2 separate regions of the Mustela erminea genome follow, and region 2 is linked to region 1. Evidence: chromatin contacts called from public Hi-C data. All regions are on one chromosome and are shown on one strand. Each heading gives the region's core, a stretch centred on a gene start, on an enhancer-like site or on the middle of the called end of the contact. The rest is flanking DNA. Distances are from core to core; before and after follow the strand shown.

Evidence for each region. A called contact is a pair of places that touch in the nucleus more often than the background predicts.
Region 2: a contact with region 1 is called in a Hi-C map of spleen, with 11 times the contacts expected there. The contact joins the promoter of HBP1 here to the promoter of NAMPT in region 1. A contact is called at or near these places in 2 of 3 Hi-C or Micro-C datasets (fibroblasts and spleen).

The regions. Positions count from the first base shown.
Region 1 is chr11:88,396,745-88,399,404 of mMusErm1.Pri, forward strand. It overlaps NAMPT (nicotinamide phosphoribosyltransferase), which reads right to left and starts at 1,322. Exons shown (of 11, transcript XM_032305830.1): 1 at 1,220-1,322. The coding sequence starts at 1,276. It overlaps LOC116569541 (a long non-coding RNA gene), which reads left to right. Exons shown (of 2, transcript XR_004277065.1): 2 at 351-2,003.
Region 2 is chr11:89,236,738-89,239,397 of mMusErm1.Pri, forward strand. It overlaps HBP1 (HMG box-containing protein 1), which reads left to right and starts at 1,316. Exons shown (of 11, transcript XM_032304092.1): 1 at 1,316-1,421. The coding sequence starts at 1,407.

The sequences.
Region 1 (2,660 bases), core at 72-2,571:
CCTTCATATTCCAAACCACCATGTTAAGTAAATACTAAAATTTACTTTGTTCAAGTGGGGTGTCTGGCCTGACATTTCATCTTTTAAGTGTGCTGGCCAACAAAGCTTAGCAAAGTATAGTTCAGTTTACTTCATGTAATTTGGAACCTAGGGGAAAGAACATTTACCAGATTTTCCTCTCATCATTCTTTCCTTTACTAATTTGTGTGAGTTTCAAACAAAACTAATGCGGCAGCAATACTCTCAAGTGTCCTATAAGCTTATTAACACAAATGTGTCATTTCTCTGTGAGTTCTCCAGGGATAAAACTACAATTCATTTAGCTCGCGTTTTCACTTTCCTTTTCACAGAAATCCTGTAGTGGCCCTAATGGAATAAGGGCAGCCTACCGGCCTCTACAACAAGGGATAAGGAGTATGAGTGATCACCGGGAGCCAAGGAGTTTGAAACGGAGCCCAGCGGAGTGGGCCGTCTACCGAGGGCAGATAAGTGGCCTCCACACCCCGGCCACAGGCAGAAGAACGTGGCTGGCTGCTGCAGCACCCTACTAGGTCCTCGCCCACCTCTTTCTCGGGGAGGGACGTACCTGGCCAGCAAGGGGGGAGCGCACTCGATTCAGCCTTTAGGGGAAAACCCACTTCTCAAACCTCATTCCTTTTCTGCACGGCCGAGCCCCAGGGGCCGTTACCTAACTGACCCGCTCCTGGCGACCTTTCGCCAGGCTGGCCCTGCCCGACCCGGCCCAAGGCCAAAAGGCCGCGCTCCCGGGGAAGGCGTGCGCTCGACCGGGGACGCCCAAGCCTCCCTGGCCCCGACCCCGCCACGGCCTCTCCAGCCGCGAGCCGCGAGCCGGGAGCCGGGAGCCGGGAGCCCGGAGCCCCGCGTCCCGCGCCTGCGGCGGGCGGGCGGCGCCGTCTCCGGCCCGCCTCAGCCCCTCGCCGCGCCCCCCCACACCACGCACCCCAAAGCCCCGCCTCCTGCCGTCCATCCCTCCATCCCTCCTCCATCCACCTCCTCCCCACTGCGGCGCCAGCTTCACCTGCCTCAGCCCGCCGCCGCCGCCGCCGCCGCCGCCGCCGCCGCCGCCGCCGCCCAGCCGCTCCTTCCCTCGGGATCGTGCAGCGCCACGACCCCAGAGCGGCGCCCCCAGCCCCACAGCCCCGCGCTTGTCCCGGACGCGCCCTCTCCTCCTTCACCTGCCCCCGCCCCGAACCTCTACCTTGTAGGAGTCGGTGGCCAGGAGGATGTTGAACTCGGCGTCTGCCGCAGCATTCATCTCGGGCGGGAGTGTGAGGGCCACGCGCCGCGAGGTGCCCGGCGCGGCGGCGAGGAAGGAGAAAAATGAGCTTCACCGCGCTCCGTTGCTTAAGTCACCGCTCGGTCGGAGGGGCGGGGGAGAGGAGGGCGAAGAGGAGTGGGGAGGAGGGGCCACAGAAGGGCGGGCCCGGGAGCAGTGACGCGGAGGAGGGTGGTGGCGCCGGTAGCTCTCGAGCTCTCAGCCCAGGGACTCCGACCGACTCCTCACCTCGGCTCCCCGCCCCCACCCCCGCCCCATTACCCCGGAGGGGACGCGAGGGGCGGGGCGCGGCCGCGCGTGCGCAGCGCGCGAGGGGGCGGGGCTGGGGGAGAGGACGTGAGGCACGCGCTCTTTCTCCAGGACGCCAGCTCCGGGAAAGCGGAGGCTTCCGGGCAGTCCCGGTGTGGGACCCGCGTCCCTACGTTGATTTCATTTCCCGACACCGCGTAACGGAGAGCGGCGGGAGGGGGAATTCCCAGCCTCGCCCCTCCTGCGATTAGCTGGTTCGTCCGCCTGGCTGACCCCTTCCTGTCCTACCCTGTCCTGGCTCGTTTTCTGAGTCCTCCTGAAGTCACGCCACCCGACTGGTGGCCGTGAAGCCTTCCTCTGCCGGTCTCCCCATCCCCCTCCCGCAGTTACTCACCTTTGTCTCCGGCTGGGATTGGGGATCGAACCTTTTGCCTGCATCCCTCTTGTCCCTCTAGGTCCTCCTAAGCCTCTCTTTAAAATCCGAAGAGCAGCGATGAGGAAGGTCTGAGGGGACCCTTTGCTCTGCATCGACTCCGATTTCCTCTGCCTGTGTTGCTGAGCTCTTGGATCCTTTGATGTTTTGACTTTTTTCCCGCAGAAAACAGTCTGCACGTGAAGGCGGGGGTTGAATTCAGCCCTCCCAGATAATGAAAGTACGAGGCCTAATTGAATCTAACAGTGCCGAGAAGTAAACGGCAACGGGCCAAGTTGTGACACGGTGCAAAACTGATTTCATCATTGCTTTAGTTGTTAAATTTTGGGAAATGATTTGGTAACCTCCAAAAAAGAAGCAACGGATACGACGTCGGATGACTTCACCGAAGTGTAGACGATCCACTTATGCAATTCTCATACGTGATTGTAGTTTTGCGTAAAATTAAGATTTCCTTTGTCCACATGATCAGTAGCTGCTGCGGCCTTTTTTAAAAATTTTTTATTCCAAGATTTAGGTTTTACAAGATACAAGTAGCGGGGGCGGGGGGGGGGGGAAGCGGATCAATGAAAACAGGCATAGGGACTCTAGAGACTATTTTAAAAGTTGGTAAAAATCTCACTTTATCGGGGGGTGGGGGGTGGTGTGGGATGGGAAGGGGGACGCTGTGAATTGAGAGAT
Region 2 (2,660 bases), core at 66-2,565, 840 kb after region 1:
TTTCCTCTTAATTTTAAGCATACAAACAGTGATCTAAAGATACAAAACGTAAAGCATAGCTTAATGATTAAACGTTAAAGGTTCAAAGGAAAAAAAGCTTAATAATGCCTTTGTAATGTGAATGGTAAGAACATGAATTACAGACTCGGTGGACTGTGATGGACAGCCATGTTTAAAGTGAAGGTAACTATAAAGCCAAAGAAGCCACCCTCCTCTGGTGAGTCAGTTATTAGTAACTTAAGGAGGAGCTCCTAGTGGCAACGAAGTGCAAAGACACTCTTCTCTCATCAATGGGAAGTCGTCGGGGGTGGGGGTGGGGACACACTGGTTAACAAAAACTCACCAGAGACCCTTAGATAATGATTCACTAATTCAGTTTAAGTCACACACTGTACTGCTATTTACTTTAACCAACGAGCACGCTGGTCAATATGGAAAATACCGCTTTGATCGGCTTCAGTCTCTGTAAGTCAATAATAATCGTCCACCCGCTTCCAGCTTTGTAAATTCACCAGACCCCGAACTTTCCTGCGTTCATCCCCGAGCCTCCCAGTGACTGGCACGTCGCTGGCATTCAACACACCCTGCGTGAACTGATCGAAGAAGCCCTCTGAAGTTGCTGTCTGGGAAGTGCCAGGCAAGACTGAGGATAAAGGAATTCTAGTTCTTCCCACTGGAGCGCCACACCACCTTTATTACCCCATAATGCCCGGGGCTGTGATTTGTGGGTGACTGGGTCCCTCGCGAGGCTGCACAGCTTCCGCTTCTGCAGTCATCTCCTTCCCCTCGCACTAAAACAATACCTTGGCCTCCTGCCAAACTTCGAACAGCAAGCGACTCTGGCTGTTTATGGCCCGAAATGGGTGCTGCGAGAGACTGGGGCTCTCCGAGCGCTCAGAGAGGCCCAGAGGAAGAGAAGAGGCCAAAGCTTTAAAACACTCCCTTCCTCCGCCCCCTCCCTTTTGTCCCAGACACCAAAACAAACGAGCTGATACACGTGTCCCTATGACTCTTGTTTACTATCAAGACAGCGCTCTGCACGCACCTCTGGGATATGTAGTCCAACCGGTTTCTCTTGCCTACAGTTTCCCAGAACAGAGCAAGGCTGAGACTACGAACCCACAAGCCATTTCGGGGGCAAAGTTTGGCTTTGGTCCCCGGAGTCTCGGCAGCAATCCAATCCGAAGCGCTCACTCTTGTGATTGACAGACCACCTTCTCCAGTAAACACAACACAAAAGTCAATACAAGCCCGCCTCCCGAGACGGACGACGCGCTCACCCAATGGGAAAGGGGCAAGATCGAATGACACTTCCATAGGCCAATAAGAAGGCGAAAGAGCTGAGAGGAGGCTCAACCCCCGGGGGGTTGAGGGGAGGGGGAAGACGAAGCTTGAAAGACTTGGTAATGGCGACGGGTTTGGTAAGTAGGAAAGTTTCGGTTGAGGAGTAAGAGCAGCGGCGGGAGCAGTAAGGCGCGCCGGAGAGACCGGCCTCAGTCGGAGAGAGGGTACAGCAGTCGCTGGTGGTGTTGTCGCGTCCAGGGCGGCCCGCGTCGCGGCTGCCCGCACTCCGTGGCGGGTTTGTTGTCTTTCAGTTCGGGAAGGGGTGGGGGTGGGGAAGGGAGGGGCAGGATCCCGAGGGGACCGGGCGGCCGGGCGAGCTCGGGTCCGCGCTCCTCTTCCGCCAAAGGCTGCCCTCACAGTGGGAGCAGTTAACCGTCCGATAACTGCCGGTGGCGAACCCGCCGGACCGGCGCCTCCCGCGAGTTCACCTAGGCTTCGCGGCGGCCGGGCCCGAGGGGGTCTCGGGGGCGGGGGCTGGGAGGAGTCGGCGAGGTCGGCCCTCCGGGCCGGGTTGCGCGGTGGGTGGCGGGGCCGGGTGCGGAGATGGGGCGGGCCTGGGCGGGGGGAAGGGGCCGACGCGGCGCCGGGGCTGCCCAGGAAAGTTTGACTTCAACTTCGCGTGTGTGGGCGGAGGGTCGGAGGTTAGCCTCGGGTGGGCTGTCGGCCGGGGTTGGGGGACCCCAGTGAGGCGCCGCCTCCTCTGGGAGCCGAGAGGGGCTGGGGCCGAGCTGGGAAGCTCGCGGAGCTGCTGGGCCCCGGGGCTCATTGTTACGCATTTCGAATGAATGGGCTCCGAGGCGCCTGCGCGGTGCTGCTGAGCCGAGGGGAAAAACAAGCCTGGAGTCCAGGCTGCGGTCACATGATGGGGGGAGGGGAGGGGAAGGCGATGAATGGCGAAAGAGGGTGGGGGATGGACTTGGCTTGAACCGGGAGGCGCAGCCTCTGTGACCGAGAGCCCTAGCTTGGCAGGCGTTTCCAGTCTCCGCCTTCCAACCTATGCTGCTGCCGCAGGCAGATTAAAACAAAAAAGAATCCAGGCGAAGTCGACCGTGGGGGCCCGGTTTTTGTACCTTCCTTAAGCGCTGCACGGCGTCTGGGGGATTTCACTCGCGGCCGCGCGTGCTTCATTACCTAGAGTTCGTTCTTCAGCAGTCTTGAAGAATCGTTTTTAAAAGGAGTACTGACAACAGGGCTGTACTTCATCCAGTCTTCAGCTCAGGCTGCCGCTATAAGACGGGAGGAGGGTAATAGGGAGCTGTGTATACTAGGAAGTCCTACCAACAATTCCCGACCAAGTGCTGTAGATTTATTTCCCT